Regions from separate parts of the Danio rerio genome. Here region 1 is linked to region 2. A link is a contact called in public Hi-C data. All regions are on one chromosome and are shown on one strand. The core of a region is the stretch at or near the end of the contact, and the rest is flanking DNA. Distances in the headings are between cores, read along the strand shown.

What was found. A called contact is a pair of places that touch in the nucleus more often than the background predicts.
Region 1: a contact with region 2 is called in a Hi-C map of embryo, with 3 times the contacts expected there. The contact joins the enhancer-like site here to the promoter of hoxd13a in region 2. A contact is called at or near these places in 7 of 18 Hi-C or Micro-C datasets (caudal fin, embryo, fibroblasts and 2 more) and 1 of 4 datasets of contacts at active chromatin or transcription factors (caudal fin).

What each region holds. Positions count from the first base shown.
Region 1 is chr9:2,295,406-2,300,353 of GRCz12tu, reverse strand. No RefSeq gene overlaps it. Among named protein-coding and RNA genes, the nearest start is that of atp5mc3a, 39 kb to the left of the region's middle. Within about 2 kb of position 2,668, at least 3 of the 62 cell types and tissues checked have an H3K27ac peak or open chromatin away from gene starts, as enhancers often do.
Region 2 is chr9:1,984,453-1,989,515 of GRCz12tu, reverse strand. It overlaps hoxd13a (homeobox D13a), which reads left to right and starts at 1,669. Exons shown (of 2, transcript NM_131169.3): 1 at 1,669-2,277; 2 at 4,099-4,610. The coding sequence starts at 1,740. The coding sequence ends at 4,331.

The sequences.
Region 1 (4,948 bases), core at 1,419-3,918, 310 kb before region 2:
CTGAAACCATAGTGGACATTCTAAAATAGCTTAGCTTAGCATAAGACATTGAATCAGATTAGACCATTAGCATCTTGCTCTAAAAACAGGATCTGATGGCTGTGTCTGAAATCCTGAAACACCTGTAATCTTAAATAGCGCACTATTTGAGGGAGCGGCCATATGTAGTGGTGTCTGAAACCATAGTGGATGTTCACTGAATCAATCCCACAATGCATCACAATTACAAGTGTACAACATACTCAACAAATAGAAAATAACCATAATGCACTGCGAATGCACATAAACATTTCATTTAAAAATGACCAAAGAGTTTTGATAATTCTCCTATTTACATTGTGTACTAACAGAATTGAATAGTATTTTCTAGGACGATATGGAACTATACTCTCTTTCTAGTTATCATTATAAGTATAGTTCCTAGCCATATCAACCTAGAAAATAACAACTTTTCATTTTTGTTGGCCTTAGTACACGATGCAACTACAGAAGAGTCAAGCTTTAAATAGGAGAATTATCAAAACTCTCTGGTCATATTTGAGTGAGATGCTAATGGTCTAATCTGATTCAATCATCTACGCTAAGCTAAGCTAATCATGCTCCCGCCAGACCCGGAGATCGGCTGAATGGACTGAAAAATGGTAAAACTTCAATGTTTAACTGAAGTGAAGCTAAAAATTAAGCCTGAAAGTGGAGTATTTATTTCAAAGCATTTGTGGTTTAGGCAAGGAATTGTCATTTGAGTTTATCATGTTTGAAGCTGTAATTAGTGTACAGAACATCTGCCCAGACTAAAGAGACAGTAAGCGTTTTACATACTGCAGTGTGTTTTACTCAGCGTATCATGCGCCATACGTTCCGTCAGATGTTGAACACCTTGCATGGTATGCTAGTTAATTATTATTAATGGTTACATTTCTTTTTCCCCAACAGACAGTATTGTTGAGTAAAACATGGCGCATTTCTTTTATATTCTGAGATAAGGTTTTTGATTTTATTGTAACACCCCCTCCAGTCACTTCATGTGTTTGATCATTCATTTACTCGACGATCAATGTTTTAGACAGCTTGAAAATGCAAACTTCTGGAAGGCTTTCACAAGTTTTTGAAGACAATACTCTTACATATTATTATAATAATTAAAGAGATAGCTCACCCAATAAAGAAGTTTACACACTCAAACTGTTCTAACTTTTAATATATATATATTTTTTTTTAGAAATTTAGATACATTTCTTAGAAAGAAGATATTGTTTTACTTTTGACTATACTTTACTGACGAATGCTGGAAAAACTACCATTGACATCCACTGTAGAAACCATGTATAACTATGTATACATACATTTAACAAAAAAACAATATAAACTTTTTTTTAACATTTATACGTCACCTGGCATACGTAAAAGTGACATGATCACACTTTAATGATGTGGCTATGTCTTTTTTTTGTAGATACTAGCAACAAGGGTATTACTATAATACTATATTATTGAAGAGTTTGAACTCTCAGTAATGATTAAATCACACTGAACTGAGCTAAACTGAACTGAACTGAACTTAAACACTAAAACCTGAACCACACTGTTCCAGTTACTATGACCATTTATGTGAAGCTGCTTTGACACAATCTACATTGTAAAAGCGCTATACAAATAAAGCTGAATTGAATTGAATATTACTACTATTACTACTACTCATTTACTCAACCCAGGCTTATTGTGGAAACGTAGCTCCGCAGACAATTCTGGAGGCCGTGAAATACATCCCGGGAGGTACGTATTAGTGCAGTTTTGGTTTTCACGAATCCGCGAGAGGCCGCTGTGCGTGCTTTTTTTGCGTCTCGAACGCCTCTCACAAGCGTGCGCGTGCCGTTCGCGTCCGCGCTGTTCTCGCGTAAAACGCCGACAGAGGCCGCTGTCAATCGACCGTCTGTCCGGCTGGCTGAATGACTGAATGATAGACTGGGCGGCCGGCCAATCGGCCGACCCAGCCACCCTCTTCCTCCATCTTCCCTAAATCCAAGCGATGATTTACGAAAGCCGTGCAGAAAAAGAAAAGCGCTCGTCTGATTTTGACCGCGTTTTCGGATTTCGCCCCATTCTCGTTCGCTTTATTTTTTGGATTCTGTTTTTTGTCTTACCTGATTTCTGGAACTGCTCTTTCCCGGACTCGAACCCGGCCTACACACGGAGGAGGCGAGCCGTCAGCCCCGTATCATTCGCTTGAAAAAACGTAATGCAGCCATACGTACCTCCGGCCACGTTAATCGTGGTCTCCAGAAACATCCGCGGGGCTACGTTTTCAGAATGAGCTTGGGTTGCATTTACTGTAACTAACTATAGTTATAGATAATTAACTTGAGTAAGAGTAAAACTACACATATTTAAATGTACTCCAAAAGTACTCGTTACCCAATAATTTTACTCAAGTAAATGTAACTAAGTAAATGTAACTCGTTACTACCGACCTCTGCTTATAACTGTACTCTTTCCACCACTGCTGAAATCATGTGGAATGTTTTGTCAGTGTATAAGAACATACAAGGATGTAAAGGCTCCGCCCTTTTCTAGAAAGTGGGTAGGGAAATAACCAGCTAATTTGCATTTAAAGAGACACACATGAAGCTTTTTTTTCTTTTTCATCAACTTATACATGGGCATCTACAGCATGGTATAATTAGGTATTTTCAGTTGAAACTTCACAAACACATTCTGAGGCCTCTGGGATTTCGCTTACATCTTGGACAAAGGGGCCTTATAGGTTTCCTTTTATAAAAACAGGTCTAAAATCTGCCACATGAGCAGTTTCCTTCTGCCCAGATCTTTCCAGAAGCCGGAGGAACATGTGTAAGCAGTCTTTAGCTCTGTTTGTTTGTAGTGACAGCGAGCTGCAAACAGCCGTGTGATCTGCTAAACTCTGAGCCGCTGCTGATCATGCGGCCGCAGATACACTAAACCCATCAAATCACCAGATCAAAGAGGGATTAAGGGTAAACCTCAGACATGAGAGGGGCCGGCTTCTACACAGCACCACACATTCCTGAAGACATGCACACAAACACACACACACACACAAACACTTTGTTTGCTATATTTATGGGGACTTCTCATAGACTAAATGATTTTTGTATTGTACAGACTGTACGTTCTGTCCTCTTCCCCCAACACTACCCTCACAGAGAACACTCTGCATGTTTACATTTTCATAATACTTCATTCTGTGTACTTTATGCAGCCTGATCTCACGAGAAAACGTAAGTATTTTACGTTTTGCCAGTTTAGTGGCTAATTCGTACAAATTCGTACGAGTTCAGTCGTACGAAATGGTACGATTTTTAAAAGGAGGCGTGGCACCTGACCCCACCCCTAACCCCAACCGTCATTGGGGGATAAGCAAATCGTACTAAATTGTACGAATTAGATCGTACGAATTCATACGAATTAGCCACTAAATGAAAAAGTTACGAATTGCCGTGAGATTGTGTTGACTTTATGAGACATTTTCCTCATGGAGACCAAAAATTGTCTTTACAAGGTCAAAATTTACTGGTATTGCTACAATTGTAGCGACATCTGGTCCCCACAGCATACGAAAAACAAGGCACACACACACAAAAACAGACAATAATACACATTTATTAGAGCAACATTGTTCTAATGCATATTAATCGCACTAATTTGCATATAATTTAATGTTGCTTGACATTGCAGGCTGCCATTATTGATGTAAAATATATTCAAACAACCATATATATATATACACACACACACACACACACACACACACACACACACACACACACACACACACACACACACACACACACATATATATATATATATATATATATATATATATATATATATATATATTTATATCAGTTCATCATCCTATCATGTGCAGAGTCGCATTGGTATTGTTGGCTTTACAGCAGGTTTACTTTACTTGTACTACATTTTTGGGTAAGTAATGGCACTCTTTCCACCACTGCTGAAATCACGTGGAATGTTTTGTCAATGTACAAGGACATACACGGATGTAAAGACTCCACCCTTTTCTAGAAAGTATATTGGTTCATTTGCATTTTTGCTAATATAAGGACGGGAAAATCCTTATATTACTAAATATAACTAAATACACTGCTTGATTTTTATTTGCAGTTGTTTTTTTATTTCATTTTTATTTTTCAAAACTTATTTTTCCCTTTGCAGTTCTTTATTTTTGTTAACAAAATTACTTTTGTTTCTTAAAAATAAATGTTCTCTTTGTGATTTCTGCAGATTCGCATTTATTTGTTGTTCTGCTCAACACTTTATTTTTCGTTTGCAAAACTTTCTTTTATTTTGCAAGTGTAGATGGCCCCAAACTAAACTAAAATGAAGTAACAAATTATTTCTTTGATAACTGGAAAGGAATATTTGAACTTATCTGTTTGCAATAAACTGATGTTTTTCTAGAATTTATTGGTGATAATGGCCAGGAATGTGGGACCATTATTACCTTTTTAGCACATGTGTCAATTGTGTCAATTGTTGAGTGGACTAAATATAAAAAAGACAGTATTTTATTTACTAAGTGTTCTTTTTTTGCCTTTATTCTTGCCATAATAAAAATATAATTGTAGAGCAACCCATGTTCTGTTGTCATTAATATTTTAATAAACTATATTAGGTCAAACTTCTCGAGATATGAACTTAAGCAAGTGATATACCAAACTTAAAGAGCCCATATTATGGGTTTTTGAAAATTCCCCTCCATGTAGTGTGTAACACAGCTCTAAGTGAAGTGAAGTATCCAGCTAAGGCTTAAATCTGTAAGAATACAGTGTTTAAAACGGTTGATTCATCTATAAAAGAGTCGATTCATAGTGCTTCAAACGAGTCGCCTTGATACCGACTCATTAGGTGTTTCGCCATGACGTACGAACGAAACCAAGTTATTCACGTG
Region 2 (5,063 bases), core at 420-2,919:
ATTAGAGAGCCACCTATAGTGATTAAAAGACATTACAGCAATCAGCGATTATTTCCTGTATTGTCTACAATGCGTGTGATGTGTCTCACTACAGTTCATGCGTGTATTTTAGTTTAAGAATATAATTCTTGAATAACCAGAGGCACCTTTAATTGATCAAACGCGAGACATTTACTATATAAAACACCCCCACACTCTTATCATAACTTATACTCCCCATAATCACTGCACTATTTAATATTAGCACATTTACAATTGCACTTCGTTGCACTAAGTCATCTTGAATTCATGCACTGCACATATAGATTTGTTATTATGTTCATATTTATCTGCATCTGATTATTAATAGCAACCTGTACATATATTTTGAATATATTATTAAATATCTATTGTAACTCTGATCATAGTTAAAACAACCTGTATATAATGTTCATAGTACATCTATCTGTAAATATAACCACAGTTTTTCAATAATTGCACTTTATAACTCATACCTATATCCTGCACTTGATGCTATTGCACTCCTGGTTAGACCTAAACTGAATTGCCCTGTACTTGTACATGTGTATTGACAATAAAGTTGAATCTAATCTAATCTAATATAACATTTTAAAGTTTCTTATTATCAAAGAATCTTGGAGAACATTGATAAAAACTTGAAACCAAACTAATATAATTCTATAAATTATTATAAAGCTTGACTGTTTCTTAATAGTATTGATCATAATAAAACATTTAGACTTTTATTGGTTTCTAACACTGAATAATAATGGCCATAAATGGAGAAACTTCCAAAATTTTAATTTGTAACTATTTTTGTATGATTATTGTTGATAAAAAGTGCTTAAAACCATTAAAAACAATGTTTCCAAAATCCAAAAGACTGAGAATTAACAACAAACTGGACAGAATGACTGGCACACTCTAAAATACACTGAAGTGCTGTTGTTGATGTAACCCATAAGCTCAAATATTGACAAACCCAACTTTGGGTGAATTTTTTTGTTCATTAATTCATTTTTCTTCTCCTAAGTCACTTTATTCATCAGTGGTCACCACAGCGGAATGAACCGCCAACTTATCCATATACAGCAGATGCCTTTCAGCTACAACCCAGTACTGGGAAAGACGCATTCACACACATAAACTACGGCCAATTTTAGTTTATTCAATTCACTTATACCGGACTGTGGGGGAAACCGTAGCACGCCAATATGGGGAGAACATGCAAACTCCACAAAGAAATGCCACATGATACAGCCGGGACTCGAACCAGCGACCTTCTTACATTTAAATAAAACAATTTAACCCAGCGATTGTTTATATTTGACCCAATGTTGGATTACAACAACCCATACATTTTTAAAATGCATATATTTTGTGCTATATGTTAATATTTAATGTGCTAATGCGAGGCAAAGCTGCTCTGCAAGCTTTTATACATAAAAATAAACGCAATTACAGACAAAAAGTTATTCAAACCCATCTCCTTAAGCCATGTCCAGGCACAGACACATAAAAACTAGGCTACTCTGTGCTTTCGTTCAAGTTCAGCTTAACTATTTGCATGTCACATGGTGACAGCTGCCCAATCACATGCCATGTTTTCTGACCTATGTAATTAGTCCGGGAAATAAACATAAAAGCTTAACTGTCAACGGAGATGTTATTTTCTGCGTGCATTTTTCTTGGTTTTGAGCCCATAACAGACATGAGTTAAATCCCATGCACTGAGGAATATGGACGGAGGAGGACTGGATGAAGAGTTTATAAATGTTTACCCATCTGCCTTCGGGACTCACTCAAGCCGGTGTACATCAGGAGCGCCGGTGCTCTCCGCTGTTGATCGACCGACTTCTGTATGCAATGAGTCTATCAGTCCTTACTTTTCTTTTCCATCCAATATCGGCTCTGGCTCCTTCACGTTTGGATGCCATTTGGAAAACAGTTACAAAGTTCCACAGAACGCCGTGTTCCCGCCTGGTGTTGCGAAGCAAAACGGACAGTTCGCCAATAAACCCGTGGACCACGGTGAAGCCTCCAGCTGGCTTAAAGAGTTCGCCTTTTATCAAGGCTGCGCGCGCTCCTATCCGAGAATCCCTGCCTTCATTGATCTACCTGTGGTTCAGAGAGCAATGATGGGAGATCTTAGACATGAGACTTGTTTGACAATGGAAGGCCACCAACATTGGGACTGGTCAAACAATTGCAGCAGTCAACTTTATTGCTTTCAAGACCAGACGCGGAGCCCGCATATCTGGAAACCATCATTAACAGGTAAGACCTCAGCTCTGCTTTGACTCACTCCTCGCCTCTCTTCATTAGCTACGCGTAAAGAGCATTTTTGTGGACACATTAAGGAGGCTCTGATCTAAAGAGCAACTGAATTTATAATCGTGCACAAATCATTCACAATTTATCTTACCCAGGGAGCAAGAGAATCTCGAATTCAAAGAGGTTATTTTTTCCCTTTGTTTTTACATACAGAGGATTCCCTGTTTTGCACCGTTACAAAATAAAGCTTAAATTTTCGCTCTCTGATTTTTTAATTTAATTTTTTGATCCATATTTGTTTAAATTCATGTCAATTACACTCCAAAAACGCAGGTTTCGTATTAATCCAATGTTGGGTCAAATATGGACAAACAAGTATTAAAATTGTAAAATAATTGTTTAAATTTAATTGGAAATAATCAGTCATAATAATAACAAATACATAACCCAGCGGCTGAGTTTGCCGATATTTATCCCAGTATTGGTTAATACAACCCAACACTTTTAAAGTGTACAAAAATATTTTCTTATAACCAGAAGCACAACTTTTAATAATCTAATCTAGAATTAAACACTACAGCCATTCAGATTCAGTTTTACCAGGAAACTATTGTCCAAAAAAAATGTGCGTTGTATTAACCCAACAAATACAACCAGAAGCACAACTTTTAATAATCTTAAACATAACAGACATTCAGACTTTGTGTTGTACCATGGAACTATACTCAAAAATAAGCATAAACATAAATGTATTATTTAATAACCAGAAGCACACGTATTAATAATCAATTCTATAATTAAACATTACAAAGATTCAGACTTTGTGTTTTACCATGAAACTCTCAAAGGGTGGGCTGCAACATTGGTTAATACAACCAATATTTTTAAAGTGTACATAAATGTAGTATTTAATAACAAAAAGCACACCTTTTAATAATCTAATCTATAATTAAACACTTCAGACATTCAGATTTAGTTTTAACATGAAACTATTCTCAAAAAAATTATGGGTTGTATTAACCCAACATATACAACCCAACATTTTTGAAGTGTAGATAAATTGATTATGTAATAACCAGGAGCAAAAATTTAATAATCTAATCTATAATTAAACTCGACAGACATTAATGACTTATACAGACTTTCTGTTTTGCCATGAAACTACACTCTACAAATGGTGGTCTGTGTTAACCCAACATTGATTAATACAACCCAACATTTTTGAGTGTAAATATTTTTAATAACTACACTCTAAAAAAATGCTGGGTTATTTCGACCCACTTCTCGGTATAATACGGACTAACCACTGCTGTTGTGTTTTTGTTGGTGTTTTGTTTTGTTTTTTTCAAATAAGAATGAATAGGACCAAATGTAACCCAATGTTTGGGTTAGTATATATTTTACCCAATTTGTGTTTAAATAACCCAGTATTTTTTAGAGTGTAGAAGTACAAATTTTAATAATCTAAATCACAAAAAAAGGATGTAATAAACCAATATTGGGTCAAGTATAGACAAAACCAACTTTTAAAAAATCTAATTTAAATTGAATCGACAAAATTAACACAACGGTTGAGTTTGTCCGAATTTGACCCAACTTTGGGTTAAAATAACCAGATTTGCTTCAGAGTCGAGATGCTGATATGGCATTATATAAAAATATACACACATTCTCTTTGGATTTCAATGATAACAAGGCCTTTCTTTTACAAATGCGACGTTAATTTAAGATGCATCATTGTTAACATTAAAATAATTAAATATTTTTTTAAACTAAAAAGGCTTATAAGTGATTAAAACTGTGATGTTGTTGTTTTTTCCTCAGAGGAAGCAGCAGCGGCTTCATTCTGTCAGCGCGGGAGAAAGAAGCGGGTTCCTTACACAAAATTTCAGCTGAAAGAGCTCGAGCGTGAATACAACACCACTAAGTTCATTACAAAGGAGAACAGACGGCGGATCGCTTCTTCTACCAACCTGTCTGAGAGACAAGTAACTATATGGTTTCAAAACCGACGGGTCAAGGATAAGAAGAGACCTGACGTCTGCATCAAATGTTAATCCCATTGATATCTTTGTAGAGTTGGTTTGCATAAAGTAAAGAGTATATTATAGTGGGATACAATGTAAATTATACTTAGAAGTAATGTTAAACAGTTGGTTGTATTTGTCAATCAATGAATTCTCCCGTCAATTTCCTCTTTCCCATACACTCAAAATGTTATACTCTACATTTCCTTAAATTTGAGTGCATAACTGTGTGCCATAGTTGTTTATATCAGACTTTTATATGCAAAAAAGCTATAACATTGATTTCAAATAAAATACAATTAATAATAATGTACTTTATATCTACAAGTTTAATTACATTGAACTGAATATAAAAGCATTATACAGAATACTATTGTGAAACTATTAAATTCATACGATCTCGGCTGTTTTCCGCCCCCCAAAATGTATTTATATTTCGTTAAGCTCACACCTCTATAAATGTAGTTTTGTGGTCTTTTTTAAAAGTAGAACTATAATTTTATGTTGGTGTATTTTGATAAGCATAACATACAAATAATTTGTATAAAAGAGTGCTTTAGATGTGAATGGTCTACATAAACACACGATCGCGTTAAAGTATAAACTGAGTAGGCAATTTGTGAATTTTAGACTCGGTGTCTGAATAAGTTAATATGAAGTGTGCACTATTAATGAAAGCATATTTTAAGCACGCAATCAGTACAATTTTATACATGCACACACATAATACATTTCGATAGTTGTTTGGTAATCAAGTGACAA